4 separate regions of the Mus musculus genome follow, and regions 1, 2 and 4 are each linked to region 3. The links are chromatin contacts, called in public promoter capture Hi-C maps. All regions are on one chromosome and are shown on one strand. Each heading gives the region's core, a stretch centred on a gene start, on an enhancer-like site or on the middle of the called end of the contact. The rest is flanking DNA. Distances are from core to core; before and after follow the strand shown.

Region 1 (6,217 bases), core at 2,544-5,043, 290 kb before region 3:
TGCCTTCTGTGCCTCTTGAGTACTGGTATTAAAGGTGGCATCACATCTGGCTTACTCTGTAGCCCAGGCTAACATTGAACTTGTGATGGTGCCACCTGCCCTTTAAGGTGGGTCTTCTACCTCAATTAATTTAATCTAGAAAATCTCTGACATGCCCAGGGGATTGGTTCCATGATGATCCTAAATCCTGCTGATCAACAGCGTCGATCAGCCATCTCTGTTACGTACACTCATGCAGCTTTTCTAAGATCCTGGTTCATTTCATCGATCTGCCTCTCACCCAGCATCAACCTGCAGCTGTCATAGACTTAACACAAGGAGAGTTGACAGCTTATTTCCTTCTTCTCTTGGAAGTTGTTTTAGCTCATTCTTGGGTCTACGTTTTTTTGTTTTAGTTTTTGCTTTTTAGCTTATTCTTGGGTCTGGTTGGTTGGCTGGCTGGCTGGTTTTGTCTCCAAAACCCCTTTTTAGATTTCCTATGAGAATTACATTTAGCCCAGAGATCAGTTTGCTCAGAACTGATGTCTGCAGTCCTGGACCTACTGATGAGTGTGGTGTGTCTCCACTAACAAGGCTTTCCTTTATTTCTTTTATCAGCAACTGATGATTATTAGCATTCAGATGCTAAAATGCTTTGTTTATGCCCAGAGATTTGGTTTTCTTTTTGTAGTCATAAATGGTAGTTTTACTTCAATTTCCATGTGTTCATTGTTAGTATAAAGAAATACAATTTGTTTTTGCAACTGTCTTATTGCTGTTGCTTACTAGGTTTTTTTGTTTGTTTTTTGTTTGTTGGGTTTTTTTTTTTTTTTTTTGTACATTACAAGGATTTTTCTGCATAGCCAGAACATAAGACCTTTACTTCTGTTTGCCTTTTTCTTGCTCTATGGCAGAGGTTAGACTTTCTAGCACTCAGCTGTGGTTCTGAGAGGAACTCCTTGCTTTTCTCATCTGTCATCTTAAGGGAACACCGTTTGCTCTTTCGTTGCTAATACCATTTAGGGTGAGAAGTGTATGTTGTCAAATGCTTTGTCTTCCCATCTCCCTCCCCTTCCTCCCTTCTTTCCCCTCCCTCCTTCTGCCTCTCTCCCTTCCTTCCTCTCTCCCCTGCCGTCCTCTTTCTCTCTTTATTTTATTTTGTATATTACTGCCTGCATATATGTATATGCACACATACATGCCTGTTGGGTCCTCTAGACTGGGATTACAGATAGTTGTGAACCACCATGTAGGTGCTGAGAACTGAAACCAGGTCCTCTGCAAGAGCGACAGTGTTCTTAACCTCTGAGCCATCTCTCCAGTCCTTTCTTTCTTTAGAGGTACAGGTCTTATTCTGTAATCATGGTTGGACTAGAACTCACTATGTAATCCAAGCTAGCCATTAATTCATGACCGTTGTCCTGTTGTATCCTCTCAGCTCTCGTCTTCCCAGCATGAAGCACTACTCCCAGCTTAAATGCTTTGTATAAGTGTTATTAAGATCACATGATTCTCCTTAGTTAGCTTGTTGACGCATTGATAGATTCAACTATTCAGCCCCTTACATGCCCAGAGTGGCTCTCCCTTGATCTCTGTGTATAGTCTGTTTGTTTGTTGTTTTAATCCCTTTTGATGTTACTTGTTGAGTAACTTTTAGTCTATTCTCATGAGAGATGTTAGTCTATAATGTTCTGGGGCTCAGGTTTTGTTTGTTTGGTTTCTGTTTGATTTGGGAGTCAAGCAAATATTGTCCTCATGAGTTGGAAACTCTTCCTTTCTGTAAAGGAAATTGTATTAAAGCCTTATTGGTCTTTACTTGTTAGGATTTAACTGTTAGGGTCTAAGAAACCCATCTGGTAATGGAATATCTTTTAAATGACAAATCCAACCTCTTCAGTGGTCACAGGTTCCATGGGTTAGCAGAGGTGAATTCTGGCCATTTGTGTTCTTCAAGATAATGATCTTCTAGGCTGACAAGTTTATGTATTGAAAAATGTTCATACTGTCCCTTATGTCTCTCTGTGGTACTACAGGCCTTGAGTATTGGTGACGATGGGTCCTGCCTCAATAGAGAGGCTAGGCACTTCCTTCTCCAGCAGCCACCCTACGGGAGGCCATTGAAACCTTTTTTATGTAAGAGAACATTAATGTTCTTAGGAGATAGATTGGTTTCCAATATGATGAAATTTCTAAAGGCTCAAGATTCTTAGATTAGTTCTGTTCAAAGCCTTAAGTTCCTGTCCTCATCAACCCAGATCTTTGCCTTACCTAAAGACCTTCACATAGCCCTTTCCCAGCGCTAAGCAGTAATTGATGCACAGGTGGGCCAGCTTCAGTTGGGATCCACAGCACCTACATAAAGTGGTGTTGGCAGACCACCTTGTCTGTAATTCCAGTCCCCAGGAAAAGTGAGCCAAGCAGCCAGTCTAGTTGAACTGAGAGCTCTAGGTTCAACCGAGGAACCCCTGCCTCAGTATACAAGGCGGGAAGATCAAGGAAGATGCACTGTATCTGCATCTGGTCCCCACATTTATGCATACACATGCACATTCAAACAGGCACCCACACTACACACACTTACATATGAAAAACAAGATACCTTTAGTCTGGTATCTGATTTGCTATCCTCTGAATGTGGGCTTCAGCCATATCTTTTAGCTCATGAGAAAATTATTTTTTAAGGGTCACCATAGAAATTCTCTCACTGTGTCTTGAACTGGGGCTGGAAGACATTAAGCATATCTGAGTTTTGGTTAGTTAGTTTGGTTGGTCTTTAATTCTGTTCAGTCAGAACTGGCTCTCTCACCCCACAGACTTCCATGATGCTGTGGCTTTTGAGTGTTCCAACTGCTCGCTCTCCCAGAGCCTTGCCACTCTCTGTCACTCCATCTGACATTTTGAGTGCACATGATGAGCAGTGCAGCTTCAAGGGAGAAAGGCAGAGTTAGGATTCAGTGCTGAGCAGTCAGCACAGGCCGTCCTGGGAAAACAGCAAAGCACTCTCCCCACACCAGACGTCGGCTCTCTGGGTGGGAAGAGGAGCCTCTACGAGCCTGTGCTGTCCAAAGCACATGAGGATCCCCAGGGAACTCGTGACTCACCAGGCAAAGGTGCCCAAGCAGGAGAAGAGCATCTCCATTATGTAAGACCTTGGAGTCACATAAGCCTTCTGAAATTATTCTGTGAGCGCTCTGTGCGAATGCGTGAGGATGGATTCCTTCAGATGGTAGGGAGGACTCACGCTCTGCAGCCTGTGTGTTTTATAGCTAAATTGGTGGTGCTTTTTCTTTTTATGTTGTTGTTGTTGTTGTTTTCGTTTTGAGACAGGGTCTGACTCTGTACCTCAGGCTGCCCTGGAACCCATAGCAATCCTCCTGCCTCAGCCTCCAGGTAATGGAAATATAGATGTGAAAAAATATACTTAGCTGAGACTTTTATAATGTATTTCATGTTCTTTGATTGCCCTTTAGAAGATGAAAAAGCTTAGCTGTTAACAGGTATGGTTGTCATCCAAACCCTCTAACAGAAGGGGCACACATGCACACACACGCCTTACCTGCAGCCTGGGCTTAGATTGAAAACGGCACCTTACATTTCTACAATGCAATCTGCTATTCATGCCTAGTCACTTGTTCTAACAAAGAATGAAGTGTCTCCAGTGGGGAAGAACCAGACGCTGCACTCCTGAGCTAACAGTGTTCCTCTCTCCCTCTGTCTCTCCCCACCCCCAGGAGGACAAGTATTGGCTTCGTGGCTTACTGCTGCTCCACCCAGTGTCTGCGGACTTTTAACCTGCTGTGTTGATAAACACTCGAGAGCCTTAGGAGCACTGCCAGCTCAGCCACTGCGACTGCCTTCCATCGCCAGTGTGTGCGGCCAGGCCAGGAGAGTCCAGCCAGGCAGGACAGACCCTTCCATCCTGCCTGCCCTGTCCTGAGGAGGGCCGTGCTGAACTCTGGGAATGTCCTGATTGGGCTTCACAACTAAAAGGCCTTCGCTTTTCCCTCAAGTCGGAATACATCCTCCCCCAAATGAAGGACGTGTTGTCTTCTGTGTTTTTCTTTGTATGTGAGTGTGTCTCATATATAAACTTAGTCAAATGAGCTTCCCCACATCTAATTTAAAGCGAGCTGCAGTTCCCTGAAGAACTCTTAATTTGATAATAGAACCAAATTAACTGTTGGATGACATACGTTTGGTGATGATCCTGCCTTCCCCCAGAGGATGATTTCCCCTGGAGATTATTCTTAGGAGCTTCTCCATTGGAAACTTGTCACTTTCTAGAGTCTCTGCAACGCCTATGGCCTCAGCAGCCAGCATAGCAGGGCAGGGTGCCCGGGCTGGAGCAGCTAGGCTCCTGCAGAGGCACAGCTGGCTCCAGAGCACACGCCCTCTGGAAACTTCCTGTCTTATTTCTAAGTTTTGCAACCTAGGAAGACATTTTTTGAGAGGGATTTAAAAACAAAAATGTAGACACAAATTAAATATACTTTTGTTCTAAACTACTATAGAAAAAGAAGTTTTGAATTTTTTTTTTTTTTTTTTTGCTAAGATTTTCCTATAATTGGGAAGTTTGAGGCATCTGATGCTCTGCTGTGGATGGGGCTTAGTGGTATTTACCCGGTACATGAAATTGCCTTCATTTTCCTCTGACTTCTCCCTAGGGAAACAGAAGGAATGAACGGGTCCACATCCCACCTTTGCAAAAATCCCATGAGCTTTCCCTTGCCAGAGAGATGAGCTCTCTGGGGGGACAGCTGATTGGCTCTTCCTCTGAAAGGATGCCACCATAATCTGTTTTACTTTCAGGTGTTCGTTGGGCTGCTTTGGGGGGGGGGTAAAAGTTCTCTGTTTACTGGTATGATTTATGTAAGACAAGACTGAAAGGGGAATCAAGAAGGCTTGCTTGGTGGGAAAGCTATTTCCCAAAACTTTGGTTGGTGACATTTTGTTAGCCAGCCTGACTGTAATTCTAGGCTCTAACAGTGCCAAAAATCCTACATAGTTACTGACAAGTGTGTGATCTCTTTGCAGTCACACCACCTGCTGCCTGAAAAGCAGACTCTTCCAAGTAATGGCAGAGGCAGAAAGCGGCCATGCATGCCATGTGTGGCCACTGTCCCTACTTCCTCCCGTCCCTTTCACAACTTGCTCTGTTCAGCCTTAATATTTCAAAGGCCTACAGTATAATAGGAGCTGAGCGTCTGGATCAAGTGTATCTCTTCTTTCATCCTTTCGGAAGAATGGAAGTTTCAGCACAACCCCGACATGTATATAAGCTGAAGGCAGGAAAATGTGGCCTGACACTTCACATCCGTGCTTGACTTAATTGAACGACAGGGAAACACAGGGCTGCATCTGTGTTTTGCCCTCGACCATCTTATGTCTTAAGTGGAGCTATGAAATGTCACCCTGATACTCAGGAATTCTCATTGAGAGAAGGTGTGGGATACTTTTGTTCTAACTTGTTTAAATTCTTAATAAAGGTGTTTACACTCCAGGTGTCTTCTCTCCTCCTGTTACTGCAGTGTACTGAACCACAGCAGGGCCTGGACACACAACCTCTAGGCTGTCACTCTCAACCTTAGGGTACAGTATCTGGACTTAATTGATGAGAAGTAGAACTTACAAGGTGGTTTCTCTGGTGCTGTTCCTCATGGAGACCTTGTGCTGGACTCCCTGACATCATCATTAATCTTTTGCTATTATAAAAAGCTGCTATCAACCGAGGGGATCCTGCCTGTATGCTGTGTACTCCAGTTGTGTCTAAAGCTTTGGGAAAAAAGCAAGACTTATTTTGTATCTTCTTTCCTCCCTCTCCCTCGTTCCCTCCCTCCCTCTGTCCTTCTCTCCCTCTTCCCCCTTCCTTCTTCTCCCTCCCTTTCCTGGAGATACTGCATGCTGAGTAAGTACCCTATTGCTGAGCTATACCTCCAGCCCTATATGTTGTTTCTTCTGATCAGATAGACAGATATTTCATACAATAATAATAATATAATAAGGCTGCTTGGAAAATGTAATCTGTTTAGGTAAGTTTTCATCTTCATCCCATGTGTGGTTGATTAATGCTAAGTTAAAAGCTAAGCTAGCCTTTGAGGACAGGTCTTTCTATGATGTATAATCGAACCAAAGAGGCCTTTTTAGTTGATTCTCCACTGATGCTTTTCAGTATAATTGTTACCATAGCAAAAAAAAGTCCTGATTACATTAACATTGTGCAAGTGAAAAATTCTGTATT
Region 2 (5,867 bases), core at 1,712-4,211, 260 kb before region 3:
AGGGAATCTGCATTGCACAAAACCACCTACCTGCCGGTGGAGCCCTCTGCTCCTATGTCTCCTCACCCCCACCCTTCCACCCTTCCACCCCACCCCACACACACATACCTTAGTACCTGTCTGCCTTGCAAAAAGAAATCCAGCCTGAAGACTCCGGGGGTGAGCTATAGCAGTTTTATAATTTGTCGACATAGGAAGTGCTATTTAAATGGGGGAGCTGGGGAGGTTTTGACTGAGAATGGAAAGAATAGAATGTGACCAGACCCAGTCCAGATCCAGCCCAGCCACTATCTGGTTACCTCCCACACCCTCCAGGTCAATAGGCTGCAGAAGATGGAGAAGCCCCTAGGACCTCAGGCAGCCTGCCGGGGGACACTCAACTCCTCCCACCTTTAAATTCCCCTCAGATTAGGACCGTGTTTACTTCCCTGATGCATCCTAACTATCATTACACAAGGAAATTCAGCCATGGGTTCACCATATACACAGGTGCTGTTAAAGGTTTGGCCATGTCTAAGCTTTTCCACCAAGGTTGCCCTGTCCCTAAGAGCCTCCACTGTCACCTGCAGCATTTGGTACAGGCAAGCCTCTGCCATAGGTCATCAGAGATACATGGATAACACACTTAAGAAAACCTCCACTTGAGAACATTTTCTATTAGACGTGATTTAGTTTCTCTCGACCAGCTTGCTTCACCTCAAAGACCTTCATTTCCTACAGTGGTCACCCCATGCTCTGGTTTGAATCTCAAAGGCCCACATGTTAAAAAGGTTTGGTCCTCAGTGTAGCACTTTGGGGAGTCTGTGATACCTTCAGGAAGATGGGAGCCCACCAGAGGTTCTTAGATGCATGGGGGCGTGTCTTGGATGGGGTTGTGGAACCGCAGCCCCTCCCACCCCCTCCTGCTCAGCTTCCTGGTATAAAGAAAACAGTCTGCTCCAGATCCATTTTCTCTATAGCATGTGATCTCACTCAAGGCCCAAAACAGTGGGCCCCACTGCTGTGGATTGAGACCTTTATAACTGGTCCAAATGAGCCATTTCTAAGTTAAATCTCAGATGTGCTGTTACGGTGACAGAAAACGAACTGGAAGAGTCTTGGCTTGGTTCCTCCAGGGTCATGAAAGTGAGGGGGGTCCCTAAAGAGTCTGTACATGAGGTATTCTCACTGGGCACAGTGGGCTCAAGCTGCTGAGCCCCCACTTTGGCCTGGTCCCAGGCCTCTGATATTCCCACTGGAAACAGACATCCATTCTCATAGGTGGTGGGCTCTGGGACCACTACTTCCTAGGAGGTCAGGACTGTGTCTGCACAGGAGAGAGCATGTAGGGAGAGCTAGGCAGACAAGGGATTCCTAGCCACCTCTGCTCAGTCATGAGAGACTCAGATTTCCTTATCTGTGAAATGGGGCTAATGTTAGCAGAGCTTACCTAGAGGGACAATGTGTGGAGGAAGTGATAACATGGCGCTTACTGGCACACAGTAGGGGGTTTGTAAATGTTGGTTTCCTAAGTGGTGGTCCCATGTAAGGGCCAAGAGCCTTCGGTGGGCTCCCCTCTTCCTGAAAGTATCATAGCCTCCCCAAAGTGCCACACTGGGGACCAAACCTTTAACACGTGGGCCTTTGAGATTCAAACCAGAGCATGGGGTGACCACTGTAGGAAATGTGGGTCCTTGATGTGACAGAAGAGTGGACAAAGCTGGATAAGAGAAACCCAATCACGGCGTCTAATGGAAAATAGCTGTCTCCGTTTGCACTGACACACAAATCAGGCCTGCGAGGATATAGGCCAAGGCACTGACCTGAAGTGTCCCAGCCACAACAGTGGGGGACCACACTTGTCTGCTCAGGGCCAGCAGCCAGGACCTACGATCCTCAGAGTCACTGCTACCTACCTGTTCCTGTGAGCTGAGCCACTTGGCCCTCTGGCTCCAGAGGCCACCTGCTCCCAGCTTCAGGAGGTCCGGCCGCCTGACCTTTCCCTCTCGATGTCTGCTGTGTTGTGATCAGGCTTGGCAAGATTCACTGGGAGAGCGGGAGGGGCTGTCCTCAGATCTGACATTGTTTCAGGATCACTTTGCTCGAGCCTCAAGCATCTGATAGAAAGCAGAGACCCTCCCGAGTATCGGATACTCTCCACGGGGCCTTGGGTGGATGGCAGGGGTGGTGTGAAGGGCAGAAGCTCTCCTGGCCCATCTGTGCCCAGAATGCTTCAGCCCTGCCCTCCTGCCAGCAGTGAGCTTGGGTTTTGTAGCTCGGGCCAAATGCCAACTTGGCATGAGGATCTGGGCTCCAGCCTGAGTCTGCCTTAGCCAATTTAGAAGAGATGGTGGTCACTCTTCTTGGGCAGGGACCATGCAACTGATCCCACCCTGGGGCTGGGAAGGAAGTTGCCAGGTCTGGGGTGAATGCTGTAAGCCTTAAGGCTGCCCTCTCAGATCATCCTGACTGGGTTGTGGAAGCGGGGTGCGGGGGTGGGGGTGGGGGGCAGATGCTCAGAACCACTTTCCAGGTCTTCATCTTCACATACCAGGATAGGCTGGGGCATGCGGGCGTCTGCCTGCTCCTCAACCGTGCCCTGTCTCCTGTACATGTGCAGGCCCCACCACAGAACCCCACCAGGCTCAGGGAGCTGGCCGACAGCTCTGGCTCCGTACGTGCATTGGCTTGGGTTACAGCCCAATTTCTGATCCAGGCTGTCTGCTGGGCATTTCAGGTCAAGCACGCCGTCCAGCTACATCTGTGGCTGGCAGAAGGCTATGGCGCTGTTTGTAGGTTCTGCTGGTCCCTTCCTAGTCTCCACTCCCCTGTGAGTGTCCTCAGGGGACGCTGCTCCTCTGCTCTTCTCTGTGGTCTTCCACCTTTGCATTGGTGCAGCCTTTGTGTGGCTCAGCAGAATCTGCTGGCCTGCCCTTGCCAGGCCACAGCCTTGCCTCGTGGTCATCAGCATTGATTAAGCAGTAACTGTATACTCAGAGATACAGAGCACAGAAATAGAGCGGATGCCTGAGCGCAACCTTTGGTCCCAGCACCAGCACGGGAAAAGCACCTGCAGTCAGAGATGTAGTCACTGGATTCTCAATCACTTCCAGATGTGCAGGAGCCAGCCCCATTTCCACATGAGGAAATGGGCTATGGGGGCTCTTGGGATGGCAGCAGAGGTGTGATTATCACCCAGCTGTTTTGAAATCATCTTTTTCATTATCCCACAGCACAGCTGCTACCTCCTCTGCCTCTGCTTCCTCCTCCTCCTCCCCCTCCCCTTCCTCCTCTATCCCTCCTCCCCCCTCTTTCTCCTCCCTCTTCCTCCTCCATCCCTCCTCCTCCCCTTCCTCCTCTTCTTCTTCCCCCTTCTCTTCCTCCTCCATGCCTCCTCCTTTTCAACCTTTTTGCTGTGATTTGGAAACGGGTGAGGCAAGAACTCTCCCGAGCCATCAATGCAGACACCGGTGAACCAAGGTGTGAGCACAGCTGAAGCAGTCCAGGGGCTCTCTCAAGCGAGAGCCCTCAGCAGAAGGTGAAGCCAGAAGGCCCAGGAACATAGCAGAGGCACCAAGAGGCATCCCTGGGGCTGTTCCAAGGGGGACATCTCAGGTGGCCGGATGAGGTGAGAACAGTGCACAGGTTGCATAGAGTCCCATCCTGCAGCAGACTGGCTGGGCTGAGGGTAGAGAACAACATGGAGGCTTACGAGTGTAGTCTAAGTGGGGGGGAGGGTACTCTGACTGGTTTGCCCTGGAAAGAAGATCCCTGAGTACATCCAAAATGGGGTAGTCAGAGGAGATGGTGTAGGAGACTCTCCAGTTGTAGCACCTGCTGCTCCCCACGTAGAAGATGGCATGCACCTAGAAATTGTATTTTAAAACTTGGAGTCACCCCAATGATTCAGTAACGAGCGTGGCACATCGGTCTGCTGATGACAATGCATTCCTCCCAGGTCTCCACGGACTTTTTCCTTTCCAGGGTGGGCTCCATGGCACTGGTGCCCTGGATCAGCAGCCATGCAGAACTCCACAGATCCCCCTCCTGCATGCAGCCACTGGGGACTCCCACCCCTGCCCTCACGGGCTGTTTGGGGTCTCTGTTCCCAGACTTCTCTCTGGTAGAGCTCGGCTGATGATCAGTTTCGAGTTGTGAATACAGTTACCTACAGCCACCTCTCCCCTCTGCGTCCTTGGCTTCTCTGGTTTGAGTCCTTCCTCTCATCCCCTCCTCTTCATACTCAGGCTCCTGTGGAGGGTGGAGGAAGCCATGCGTGTGAGTGCCTGAGTGGGTATGGGCTATTGACATGGGCACTGTCATGGCAAGGACACTAACCTCAGGCCTATGAGAAAATGGCAAAGCCTCCCCTCCCCCACCCCTCCCCCACCCCTCCCCCACCCCTCCCCCAGAGCGAGGCTCAGAAGGATCTCTAAGCTATCCTCTGGTCCATGTGTGGATGCTGATAAGTGCAGAAAATGTCCACCCAAGCATTCTCCCTGCCCTGATATTTACAGCCTAAAGGCTGCTCCCCTTACAGAACCAGCTTCTACTGGATGGATTAAAGCTTTCTTTTTGGCCCAGCTGTACACAATAAACCCTGCCTCCTTGTTCATTCAGTTGGATGCAATAACTCTGCCTATCTGTTCCCTCATTATAATAAACACACTGAGCTTCCAGGATGCAATGGTTTCTCCCACAGAGTCCAAGTGACTCCAGCATCCATCCTTACCCCCAGTCAGGTCCATCTCTGCAGGCTCCTTTCCCAAAGTCTACTGTGCTTGTCCTCCTTCAGAGATGGCATGTTGCCTTGATCACCATCTTTGCTGCTGACAGCATCTCACAAGAGGAGGAGAATGGGTTTTGATTGCCTGGGTGGACTCGTGCGTGGCTGGTTGGCTGGGTGGGTGGATGGGTGGATAGATGGGTGGTGGGTAGATAGATAGGTGGGGTAGATGGGTGAGTGGGTAGATGGGTGGGTAGGTGGGTGGGTGGGTGGTTGGGTAGATGGGTAGATGGGTGGCTGGGTAGATGGGTGGGTGGCTGGATGGGTGGGTAGATGGGTGGGTGGGTGGTTGGGTAGATGGGTGGGTGGTTGGGTAGATAGGTGGGTGGTTGGGTAGGTGGGTGGGTAGGTGGGTGTGAAAGCAGGAAAGCTCCACCAGAGGAGGAACTAAGAGGCTGCTTGGGTTGGGGATAGGAGGAGGCGGATCCTGTTGGCTGATTCACCACTCCCTGCTTGAGCATTTCTTTTTTGGTCCCTGGTCCCTCAGGGTTGTAAGTGACAGGGAAGTAGACTGCCTAGCATGGCCAGAGCACTCAGTCATGGGAAGTAGTGCTTGTGTGAAACAGGAATGGTCCAGCTTAGACAGAGGCATCTTAGCAGAACTGGGGCTTCAGCGTCATTTCCAGGTCCAAAGCGCCTGGAATTGGATAGGAGTGCACCCTGGGCCACCTGTGACACCAGATACTGCTCTCCTTCTGGAGCCCTGGGGCTTTCTGATCAGCTGTCAAATAGGGAGGCTAGGCCACAGCAGGAACCCTTTGTCCCCGACTGACAGACATGGGATAATATGGCAAAGATTCACAGCCTTTGGGTGCTCTAAAATCACTGTAACCACACTGACAGGGACACTGAATTCAGTGTGACACTGGAGACCTTTGCTGCATGCCTTCTCATGTGTGTTTATATTCATACATCTATGCAAAATATGTATACAATGTACATATGTGTACAACACATAGCTTTGTGTATATATCTACATCCATACAAATATATATAGAGATTTTTATTTAAATTAACTTTCTGTCTGATGCATAAAAGGTAAAATTGTATATATTAATGGGATACTAATTACTACATATGGGGTTAAAATACACGTGTGCAT
Region 3 (5,584 bases), core at 55-2,554:
AACACCACCTGATGTGACTCTTCCTCAGAGGAGTCCCCAGAGTCCCCGCTGCCATTGTTGAACATGTAAACGTGGCTGTTTGGAGTCCTGCAGACAGCAGCTGGACCTTGGAAGCTCTTGGCTAACACTTCCTTCTGCCTCATTTTCTCTTAACTGAAAATCAGACCTGGAGTTAATTCCACACAAATGCTATTCATTTTCCTCTGGCTTCCTAAAGAGGACTGTCTCGTTAGTAACTTCCTAATATTGCCAATATCAAACAAACAGCATCAGGACAGAAGGACATCCTCACACCTGTCCACCTGATACTGACACAGAATAAGATCATACTTTCCCTAAGTGCTTACTGTGTGCAAAAAAGATTCCCCACCCTTCTTCCCCACCCCCAGCTGTGCTTCCCCTAGCCCACAGAAGAAACCACTGTGTCTCAGCACTGTGTGAGGTGACAACTGTTCTCAGCTCTCTGACACTGAGAATCTTACACTTAGAATCTTTGGACAAAAACCTCATTAGGCATCCCAAGGTGTCTTCAGGGGAAAGGACAGAAGCTGGGAACAACCATAGTTCTCTTATTTTGACCCTGGCTGACGTGACCTAATTGATGAGCAATGGAAAAACCTATCAAATTTCAATTTGTCCGTTTCTCACAGTCATTCTGGACTCATTTCACCCCCACGGTCCCCTTATTGCCACCTGGAGTCAAACGCCAGAGCCACAACCAACCTTTCCCTTCCAAATGGCTGGAATGAGACTCCAGGCATTCCTGGCGGTCCCTTCTGCATGGCCCTTTAAGGGAACAGCCAACCTCAGGTATCTCCCTCTGGTCTCAAATTCTGAGCCCCTGGCACCCGGGGCGGCCAAAAGAGGCCTCAGTTTCCCTCCAATGACAGGTGGGCTGTCATTAAGCAGGAGACAAAACAAATTTCAGACGTCCCCGCCCCTGGGCCTAAACAGGCCCGGCCCCAACTTTCCAAAGAATACACATCCTGCCACTCCCGCAAGCCGGCACCAGCCCTCTGTGGACACAGGCACTGGCCCTGGATTGGCAGCCCTCCACTGAGCCCACAGTGACAGGGCCAGAAGCCCTGGCCCCCCAAGTCAACCCAGCAGACCCTGCTCCAGGTTCGGGTACCTCGCTCCCAGGCTTCACCGCCACCGCGCCCGCCGATTGGCTGCAAAAAGCAGGTCTTCCGGGGGCGGGGACTAAGAGCCAACCAATGACTTCAGAGGAGGGCGGGCCCTGGCAGAGCCGGGAGGTGCTGAGAGGTCAGAATGAGGGCGGGCCCTGATGGGCGGGGCTCCAGCGTGGACCCTGGACTTGTGCTCCTATGTCATTTATCCCAGCTGTTCCCGGTTTCCCCTTCTGAGCCAGGTATCTTGGCCTCCTCGGTGGCCACAGCTTTCTGCTAAGCCTCGGTCTTCTTCCCGGCAGGAGAGACCTTTGACCCATGTGCGTCCTGATCCGTGGCCAGGAGCGTACCCAGTACGGCGGTGCGCCACTCGAGAGGCCTGACCCAGGTAGCCTCAACCTGAATCTTCGACCCAGTATCCTTTGAGGGGCCGAATGGTTGCCAGCCCCTGCCCAGAGATAAACAGAAGTCCAGGGATGTGAAATGTTGCCCTGACAACACAGACCAGAATTGGATAAAGGAGAATATGTATCATCTGGCCAGCCAGAGCGTCCCTGCTATTTGGAAAAGGGCGGAGAACCTGTGGCATTGTTTTGTAACCAAGATTAAAATCCTTAATGGAGTAAGACTCATCCAATGAATAAGGAAGAAACTAAGTGTCGTGGGCAGGCATTACACCAAAGAATGCAGATGGCTGGCCGCTGAACCAAGGTGCTAAGCCTGTCTGGGAATCAACATTGAAACAAGAGCCCAGAAATTCTTCCTATGATTTAGAATAAAACTAAAAGTCTTACTCTAAATGTCTAAGGCCAGGAAAGCACCAGGTCATGGCCCTCTCTGCTAGCCACAGGACTCTTCTTTCTGGCTTTAAACATCTGTTTAAACATTTGTTTACTTTGCCCCCCAACCCAGGAGGTGAGCCTCGCTAATATACCCAGCACATGTGTTTCCCACTGAGGTATTTGTGGTTTGTGACAGTTTACAGGCTTGGATGAGGCTGCCTGAGAAGTATGAACGCTATGTCCCACCTATCAGAGTGGGCCAGGTGCCCAGCCACATGAACAGGTCCACTGATCTGATCCCAAGTTAGTGGAGACCCACCCCATCACCAGAGGTATCCACTCGGATATCCTTCAACCCTTGTCAAACATGTTGTCCCCTCCCAAGTCCAGCCTTCTCCTGGGATAGAGGATGCAAGGTAGCAGGGGCCAACTATTTAGCTTTCTGAATATGGCTCTGAACTCCAGGGCTAAGCAGAACTGCCATGGAATGTCGAAAGTTTTGTCTTTTAATTTTTTATTTCTTTTAAAGAGTCTAAGCCAAGCCCTTCACAAGGGCACTGACCCAGTCCCCTCTTTAAGGCTCCACCTTAAAAGCTCACTTCAGAGGGTAGGGTTTCAACAGGAAGGAAAGGGGACACAAGTCAGTCTATGGCAAGCCTGAATATGAATTCCTTTCGTGGAAAATGAATGTTTATGCTTCTCATTGTAGCCAGCTTTCCCCTCTTACCTCATGAGCTGTGTGTGCTGAACACTCACCAGGGATCATCCCAGCAACATTTGGTCTTCAGACTAGCAGGGATTATATCAGATCCCAGTCTATAGAGGAGAATACTCAAGTGTGAAGACAGCAGTGTGAGGTGTGTGCCTAGATGGCAGCCCCAGCCCCCCCAGACCTACACCACGCCTCCACCTTGACTTGGTTTTCCTTTTATGGAACTGTGGGAATGAGTCTGAGGCACTTTGTCAAAGCAGCTGAAACTGATGGAGCCTGGGCCCTAACAGGAACGTCTAGAGTGCCCAGCCTTATTCTACACAGCGACAAGTTTGTCAGGTGACCTTTAATCCTCCTTGAATTCATTTATATCACAGTCATCCTCAGGGCTGAGGATGGGGAAGTTCCTGGAGACAGGAACCTGTTGGACAGGGTGAGCTGTGTTAAGTGGATGTCAACTGGAGTCACATCCCTTCAGACATCCTTGGGGAGTGCGGTGCCTTCTGGGTTGGACTGTTTTAGAGGTTTCCCACGGGCCATCAAAAGGTTTCTTTTGGCCACTCACTCTCTGCCTGCTGCAAGTCAGGGCTGACTGAAGGTCCTTACTTTAGAATAGCTGGGTTTTCCCAGAGCCATACCCACATTCTTGTCTGTATGCTGTGGGTGGTCATTTAAAGGTTCTTAAGGTGGGGTTTGACACCCCCACTTTGTTGACCTCATTGCCAGGGTCTCCCCTCACCCCATTTTTCCAGTCCTTCAACTTTCTCTGGCTAACCTTTGACCTGAGCCCCAGCATCTGGGATTTATATCCAGGTTCGGAAGGCTTAATTCAACACCTCCAGGGCCCTGTCTACTCCCAAGTTTCTCAAGAAGGGGCACCGGACAGCCTTCTGATCCCTTGTTCCGCTCAGATCCATTAAATCTAAGCAAGATCCAATTTTTTTTTATTTCCTCAAGATATCAGTGCTCCATGGGAATGCTGCAAAGACCCGGGGCTCTGAAAAGATGGCCATGCTAATTCCTCTGTTGGTGTTTACCCAAGACATGAAGACCAGAACAGGAAGAGACACTCGTGGGCTATTCATAATCAACCAACTCAATCCATGAATGGCAAAGTTGATGGTGATAATTTTCCCTCAGAAACTGTCCCTCAGAATGAAAAGTAGCCCATGATGAATGTGGCCTAAGCACATCTCAGAAGCACAATGCCAAGGGAAAGAAACTCCTTAAATGACATCGTGGGGTTGGCAGGAGAATAGAAACAGAAATCAGACCCGCGGTTGTCAGAGATGGAAACACAGAATGGGATTTGTTTGCAAAGCGTCTCAAAGAACTTTGTGGAAAGAACAGCCATGGTCTAAGCTGTAATACTGGTCAAAGCTTGTTTCATGGTACTCAAAGAAGATGAACTTAAGGATTTAAATACTTCTCAGTAAGCTTGAGTTAAAAGGGGTGTGAAGTCCTCAAATAATTAAACATAGACTTGGATGATTCAGCCCACTTCTAGGCACATAACAGAGAGGATGGAAAGCAGGTCTGTATGCCAAATGCGCATGACACAGTTCTCACGGGCACTAAAAGGTTGGGCCCAGCCCAGAAGGCACCGATCAACAGGTGCATGGATACAGCAAATGTGACAGGTATACGTGGAATATTACTTAACCCTGAAATGAGAGAAACTCCCGATGCACACTATAGCATGTATGTCTCCTGAGGACGTTGTGTTGAGAGAAGTAAAGCCAATTAGAAAAGGGCAAATATACTATGATTCCATTTGCATGAGATCTTGGAGTATATGAGCTCAGAGACAGAGCTGCATGTTAGTGCTAGGGGCTTCTAAGATACAGGAGTTTGTATTACACAGTAACAGGATTAAAGCCCTCACTTAAGAAGCCCCCACCCACCCACCAGATAAACAGTCCAGACAGTAAGCTGTTGAAGAGAGACCTTAAAATCTGTGATCAAGAGAGGCAGGTGTGGTGTCACAAGCCTTTAATCCCAGCACTCAAGAGGGAGAGGCAGTCAGATCTTTGTGAGTTCAAGGTCAGCCTGGTCTATAGCATGAATTCCAGGACAGCCAGGGCTGTTACACAGAGAAACCCACCAAACTCACTCCACCCCCAAAATTGTGATAAGATGCTGTTCACAGTTGATGGTGTCTGGCCCGGGTGGGAGAACTCAGCTTTCTTTCAGGGGCTGGCCACTGGGAGTTTGACAATGCTCCAATGCGTATATGGGCAACACAAATTTGACTTGGGTTGTTGTTGTTGTTGTTGTTGTTGTTGTGTTGTTGTTGTTGTTGTTGTTGTTGTTGTTTTGTGGTTCTTTTGGAGGGAGAGTGCCAGAGTGAGAGGGTGAACCTGGAAAGAATGGAAAGCAAGTGTGATCAGGGTGCACTGTATAAAATTCTCAAATAATTAAAAAAAAAAAAAGTATGTTGGGGATAACTAAAGGAAGCTTGGTGGCCGTCAGATTGCTTGCTTTCCTTTCCACTTGGGGCTGAGAGAAAACCCAGCTCTTCTTGACCTCCAACCCCAGAAACACACGCCATCTTTGAAGCAGAGAAGCCTTCCCCAAGCAGACAACAAAGCCTCCTGGCACCTTGCTGTCAGACTCCTCCACCTCCAGGATGGTAAGAAACATCTCTGCCCTGTATAAATGCCCTCATGGCAGTATTCTATAGTAACAAACATTCTATAGTAACAAGGTACAAATGGACCATGTGGCGGAAGGGAGGAGCGAGGATGGACTCATCACTGCTCTCAAGCTAGTTTCAAACTCACCACATAGCTGAAGTTAACCTTGAACTCTCGACCCTCCTGCTTCTACCAATAGTGTAATAGAATTACAGGTATGAGCCACCAAGTGTAGTTTTATGGGTGCTGGGGATCAAACCCAGGGCCTCAGGCACGCTAGGTGAGCACGCTATACACGGAACCATAATTTTAAAAAAGACTATA
Region 4 (5,773 bases), core at 1,651-4,150, 420 kb after region 3:
TGACTGCCAGGCAGCTGGCCTTGCAGCCATGGTGAGTTGGTAGGAAGGATGTCACTGAAGGAGCTATGCCAGTGTCAATGGAAGCCAGGGCACCCTGTGCCTTGGTGTGTCCCACACAGTGTCACCAGCTCCAGGGTACAAATGAGGAAACTGAGGCAGCAAATATGGGTAACAAGCCCATGACCACTCACCTGGGAAATTGAAGAGCCTGTGCTCTTGGCTACTTGATTGGTTTAAACAGAAGAGGCCCAGGATAAACGTAATGAGGAAAGCATTTCTGAGGCTTTTAATAAGTTCACAAGTAAATGAAAAGACGTGTGCTGATTCTATTTTGATTGTTTTGTGTTTAGAGGGGTTGAATGTGTGGATAGGGGTGTGGGGGGATAGGGCTGTGTCTGTGTGTCTCTGTGAGTGTACTTGACTGTGTGCATGTGAATACATGTGCTTTCCAGAAAACAATCTTGGATGCTGTTTCACAGGAATCATCTGCCTGTTTTCTGAGCCAGGGTCCAGTTCAGTGGCCAGCGACTCCCAGGGATCTTCCCTTGTCCCATTTTCTTAGTGCCAGAATTACGGGTGTGGTGACATTCTGCTACGGATTCGGGTTTTGAACGCTGATCCTCACTCTTGCACAGCAAGAACTTTGTCAGATGAGTCACACCCTCGGCCCTGTGCTGCCTTTTAATCTCATATTTTGAGTACTTGGTATGTTCATGTTACTTGCTATTTTTGACTCCAGGCAAGTATTTTCACTTTTCTAGTTATTCACTTTCTACACTTAATTCAAATAATGCCTAAAACAAAGGGTGAAGTTTTCCCCACTGGGGAACCTCAGTTCCAGCACGGGCTTTGTCATGAAATCTCTGTGTAAATTCTGGCTAGGCTGGAACAATCAGTTTCCTCATGGTTCCTAACCTGTTCCATTCTTCATCGACTCAGTGCAGGGCCGGCCAAGTGCCACTCTGTGAATGCAACAGACACTGATTGCCAGTTTCAGGAGGCTGGGCCAGACTGCCAAGGTTACCATAGGTCAGGCTCCAACCAGGTTATGGTGGCTGTGTTCTCTGGCTCCTCCCGAATGCCTTTGCTATTCACCAGTACAAGATGTCACAGAGACATACTTGAGTTGGCCAGGACCCACGGTGACATTCAGAGAAGAAATGAGGGGCTTAAGAATGATCAAATCTCTTAAATTCATGTTAAATAAAAGTGCGCTATGTTGCTTCCAATTTCCTCTAAAAGCCCTTCTTGTGTTTATGTGGAGAATGACAAGATAAATATGTCAGCTTGCCATGTTTCCTCATGTGATGTGTGTGGACTGGTAGCTCATCAGGAAAACTGCCCATTTTTATAAGAATCAAGTTTCAGTGTCAAGTCTATTTCCAAGCAGCAGGATGTCTGCTGAGCATGATCTATGCATGTAACTTTAAACTATAGCTATATTATTTTTATTCATGCATGTGTGCATATTCATGTGTGGATGGGTGCACATGTATGGAGGTTTGTGAGTGCATGTGTTTATGTGTGAAGGTAGGTAGCAACCTTGGGTACCATCCTTAGGAATGCCATCCACCTCCTTTGGGTCCATGATCCTCATTGGCCTAAAGCTCATCAATTAGGATGAGCTAGCTGGTCAGCAAACCAAAGGGACTCTTCTGTCCCTGCCTCTCAAGCACTGAGGTCACAAGATGTGTCATCACACCTGACTTCTCATGGGTCTCAGGATTAAATTCAGGCCCTCCTGCTTGCAAGGCAAGCACTTTACAGACTGATCCTCTGCCCCAGTCCTGTAGCGGTAGTCTTACTTTCAGCTATTAAAGAATAAAAACAAGTAGTGGACATCCCTCAATTTGTATATACATGCAAGGCCTCTGATTTGAAAAAGAAGGGACTATTACATGCTAATTTTAGCCTTCTTTTCAGCCTGCTATACAAATATATGGGGTCCAAACATTATTAAATCGTTATTTTATAACTTTCTAGTTGCTGTTTATTATTTTGCTCTGGGATTGAAACATTCCATCCTGAAGGGAAGCTCTTTAAACAGAAAAGTAAACAACTCAAAATATCTTCAGGAAGTCCCTGAAGTGGACCATATTCATTAGGCCCCTCCCTCCGAAAGTAAGCAACAAAAACTTAGAGACCTTTTCAGACCCAGTTAAGCCAAACTGCAAATAACAATGTGAGACCAGATCAGCCTGTATGCCTGGAAGCCTGGATGAGGTTTAGGCCAACTGAGGCACCTGAAAAGGACACTCATCAAACTGTTGAACTGCCCATAGGCTGTGCAGTTTAGCTTTGGTGAGCTGCCACCCAGCTGGGGTGGGATTTAATGACACAGCTGTCTGTGAACCAATTCTGCTCCTGTAAGTCACCCCAATAAAACTCATTGGTTCATCAAATTGTACTTTAGTGGTATCCATACTTTGTCTGTTGGGGGTTCCCTGTTGGGGGTGAGTAGACATGTATGTTGCATCTCCCCAGGAAAAGTTTTGTCACACAACAACACCTAAAAAACTGTGGTTTGTTTACCAAAAATTACCTAGCTCTACAAATTCTCATATTTTCTGAGAGCCTGCTCCATGTAAAGGAATTGAAGAGACAAATTCTTAATCTCCACTGTAAGACTTAAAAGACATTTTTAGAGATTTATAAACTTCTGTAATTCCATTTTTAAAGTATCCAAGAATTAGTCAGCTTCGTAACAGCTTAAGTTGCGTGAAATGCTAAAAGCTTTTGAAGCAGAGTTGGCAGTCGGTTTCCTTGGTCCTCTAAGACTTTCAGCTCCCTTCTCTCCCTTTGCAATGCAACTCTGCCTTCAAATGCCATTCTTTAAAGGGAGGCTTAACGGCTTTGGAGGAGTTTGCTAGATTCACAGCCAGTTTTGCCACTGCAGCAGAAAAAGAGATCACATGTGCAAGCCAGCTGAAGTCATGCGCATGGCAAGTATTAGGGCTGCGGGGCCATGATCCTGTCAAATTGCAATTGGAAACAGCTTTTCCCAAGGACAGCATGAGGAATCAGGGATTCTTGCTCAGTGTCTGCCAGACTGCTGCATTTCTAATCGGGCCTGGCATGATCTGTTAGACATCAGAAATGTTAAAGTCACAGTAAAACCAAACAAGGGTGTCCATTGACCTCCAAGTGTGGCCAATGGCTTCCTACCAGACCTAGAATTATGTCACTCACCAGTTAATATGAGGACAGTTCCTGTAGAAGGACAGGAGGTTCAGGAAGGCCTGACCAGATGGTACCACAGGTTAATCTGAAGGCTGTGTCTTTATGCTAACTACTAACATCATTTGTTTAACTGTCCACCTTGGAACCTCATCTCTGTTTCTTCAATTTTTTGGTGTAGAAGTAACGTTTTCATAGGAAAATATTTAGAATTCTCATGAGCTAGAATGTTGATCTGGAACATTTAGTGGAAGTTAATTTTCTGGTACTCCCAAATTTAAGGGAAAGTCAATTTAAAAAAAAAAAAAAAACCAGGAAGCCAGGAGTCGTTCACAAATTTAATCCCAGGGCTCAGGAGGTAGAGGCAGGATAATCTGTATAAGTCAGTGTGGTCTACATAGTAAGTTCTAGGCCAGCCAAGATGACCTAGTAAGACCCTGTCTCCAGGGGGAAAAGTCCCAAACAAAACCCATGTCAGAAGTTTAAGGAAAACAAAAATATCTCAGGGTTTAGTTTAAAAAATATCAATCCAGGTAAGATAAAGATTAATCCCTAAACTCAGATCTCTAAATCTAGATGCTCATAGATGGCTGGGAACTCAGAGGCCAGTGACAGCAGTACCTGTTTCATTTGTTCCCTCTTCAGGGGTCTTTCAGGTAAACTTACTACAGTAGAAAATAAATAAATCAGGTTTGACAAAGCAGCTACTTGTTGCACACAACTCCTCACAGTGGAACAAGGCTGTTACACACAGGTGGTGGCACCCCAGAGTGAACCAGCTCTAACTATCACCCCAGAAGATACTTAATGAAGTTCATTTAGGCACACACAACTAGTCTGACTTTCTTTACTTGCTTCCAAGTCAAATCCCATCAGCAGAAGAACCCATGCTCGTCCTCAGAGCCAGTGACTTCTGCTTCCAAAGCACGGCCCAGACTGACTGGTTAGCATACTTCATACACTGTAATTGTAGCCAGTGAGTCACTTCTCTAAGTCAGTGTTTGTGTCTTATGCATTTCTCAAGTCCTGCCCTTACTACTTCTGAAATTAAAAGTCCAGAGCAAATACAAAATGAACAAACATAAACTGTCAAGTATCTAAAGGGTATTAGGAATTGGTATTACAGTTGTGTATTACAGAACCATCTTTTGGTCTTGAAATCACATGTGTACTGCTAGTCCTGTAAGAGTACAATGACTGACGATGACAAGTGCCCATTGTCCAGGGGGGTAGCAGCTGTCTTGACACTGAAGTGTAGTATGTTACTTGAACATGTGGGGTGATGATGGTGTAGGTAAACCTGCTGTACTGCTGGGTGCACAAAATTACAGCAGAGATAATAATGCATAATATATAGAACTTGATGATTAATGAATATTACTTACTTATATATTTACTGTATAGCTCTCATAATTATCATACAGTGAAACCCTTTGCATATTTATATAGGAGCAAATTATAAAGGTGTTGCTGTGTTGCTCTAGCCCAGTTTCATACATCTCAGTCTTTAGAGTCCTCCATCATTTTATCTTGTGCTCCAATTATCCTCATGATGTTATGTTCACCTTGACCCAAGAAGCAGTATGCTAATATAGCCTAAGTATGGAGCAGTCAGTGCCAACTAGGTCTGTGTGAGTTCACATAATGACTTCATCATCCAGCAATGCATCTTTGAACGTGATCTGTAGTTAAACAATGTGTAGCTGTATTTAGCAAATTTTTCCCCCAGAAACAAACTACAGCCAAATGATGGGCAATATTCCAAAAGCAGAAGCAAGCTCATGGAAAAAGTGTTACATACAAACTGGAAGTTCAGCAAAGAAACAGAAAGCTCTGAAATGCCATGCACTCATCTAAAAGCTTATCTGGGGCTGGGGAGATGGATCAGCAGTAAAGTGCTTGCATGAGAACTTTAGGTGAGATCCCTAGCACTGACGGGAAAGCTGCACACAGTAGTGGAACATATCTGTAATCTCAGTATCAAAAAGGCAGAGCCCGGAACTTGCTGGCCAAGCAGAATAGCCAAATCAGAGAGCTTAGGCTCAGTGAGAGACTCTGTCTCAAAACAAAGGTGGAGAATGATTGAGGAAGACAGCTGACACTGACCCCTGACTCCATCCATGCTTGTGCAGCTGCATACACACATATACCTGCACCACACACACACACACACACAAATGTGAGATATATATATATATATATACATATATATATTATGTGTGTGTAATATATATATTTATATTTACAAAACACATACTCACATATCTCAAAACTAAATAAATTTTAACGCAAAGGATTCTCAGACTAGTAGCCGTGTTTTGGGATTAAAAAAATTTACCAACTGCCATGCCCTCTAAAATAAAGTCTTTCTTCCTCTTCAGTACTTCAGATGCCTGAAACCTGCTCTACCACTGAGCTATTCCTTGATCCCCTAAATCAAAGAGCCTCTCCTGAGAAATCTATACTACAGAAAATGTCTTTATCATAAAAGTCAGACAACAGTTCACTGGTGGAACACCATTCTAGTATGTGAAAGGCCCTGGGTTTGATCCCCAGCACCTCAAACAAAACCAATCAAACCAAGAAAAATAAATGA

What was found. Promoter capture Hi-C pulls out the DNA fragments that hold promoters and counts their contacts.
Region 1: a promoter capture Hi-C map of liver shows a contact between it and region 3, with 6 times the contacts expected there. The contact joins the enhancer-like site here to the promoter of 1700112J16Rik in region 3. A contact is called at or near these places in 17 of 39 promoter capture datasets (the 3T3-L1 cell line, 3T3-L1-derived adipocytes, the C10 cell line and 9 more), 2 of 15 datasets of contacts at CTCF or cohesin (the NIH/3T3 cell line and pro-B cells), 5 of 484 Hi-C or Micro-C datasets (the HL-1 cell line, bone marrow-derived DN2 thymocytes, bone marrow-derived macrophages and 1 more), 14 of 115 datasets of contacts at active chromatin or transcription factors (the 230-238 cell line, astrocytes, cardiomyocytes and 11 more) and 3 of 9 other capture datasets (adipose tissue, liver and pancreatic islet).
Region 2: a promoter capture Hi-C map of liver shows a contact between it and region 3. The contact joins the enhancer-like site here to the promoter of 1700112J16Rik in region 3. A contact is called at or near these places in 6 of 39 promoter capture datasets (the C10 cell line, the HPC-7 cell line, hematopoietic stem and progenitor cells and 2 more), 3 of 484 Hi-C or Micro-C datasets (bone marrow-derived macrophages, cerebellar granule neurons and nephron progenitors), 5 of 115 datasets of contacts at active chromatin or transcription factors (double positive thymocytes, embryonic forebrain, extraembryonic endoderm stem cells and 2 more) and 3 of 9 other capture datasets (liver, macrophages and pancreatic islet).
Region 4: a promoter capture Hi-C map of hippocampal neurons shows a contact between it and region 3, with 4 times the contacts expected there. The contact joins the enhancer-like site here to the promoter of 1700112J16Rik in region 3. A contact is called at or near these places in 5 of 39 promoter capture datasets (cranial neural crest, frontonasal cranial neural crest, hippocampal neurons and 2 more), 3 of 115 datasets of contacts at active chromatin or transcription factors (differentiating embryonic stem cells, embryonic stem cells and extraembryonic endoderm stem cells) and 1 of 9 other capture datasets (adipose tissue).

The regions. Positions count from the first base shown.
Region 1 is chr7:67,512,672-67,518,888 of GRCm38.p6, reverse strand. It overlaps Lrrc28 (leucine rich repeat containing 28), which reads left to right. Exons shown (of 10, transcript NM_175124.5): 10 at 3,711-5,479. The coding sequence ends at 3,783. Among named protein-coding and RNA genes, the nearest start is that of Gm34079, 5.0 kb to the left of the region's middle. Within about 2 kb of position 3,793, at least 30 of the 459 cell types and tissues checked have an H3K27ac peak or open chromatin away from gene starts, as enhancers often do. A contact at or near this core is called in adipose tissue, liver and pro-B cells, where this site is marked.
Region 2 is chr7:67,484,360-67,490,226 of GRCm38.p6, reverse strand. No RefSeq gene overlaps it. Among named protein-coding and RNA genes, the nearest start is that of Gm34079, 34 kb to the left of the region's middle. Within about 2 kb of position 2,961, at least 38 of the 459 cell types and tissues checked have an H3K27ac peak or open chromatin away from gene starts, as enhancers often do. A contact at or near this core is called in cerebellar granule neurons, heart atrium and liver, where this site is marked.
Region 3 is chr7:67,218,178-67,223,761 of GRCm38.p6, reverse strand. It overlaps 1700112J16Rik (RIKEN cDNA 1700112J16 gene), which reads left to right and starts at 1,304. Exons shown (of 3, transcript NR_131044.1): 1 at 1,304-1,518; 2 at 3,582-4,264. It overlaps Lysmd4 (LysM, putative peptidoglycan-binding, domain containing 4), which reads right to left and starts at 1,218. Exons shown (of 3, transcript NM_175215.4): 1 at 1,133-1,218; 2 at 1-153. The coding sequence starts at 143.
Region 4 is chr7:66,796,183-66,801,955 of GRCm38.p6, reverse strand. The region is part of intron 10 of Cers3 (ceramide synthase 3); the gene reads right to left. Among named protein-coding and RNA genes, the nearest start is that of Adamts17, 41 kb to the left of the region's middle. Within about 2 kb of position 2,900, at least 16 of the 459 cell types and tissues checked have an H3K27ac peak or open chromatin away from gene starts, as enhancers often do.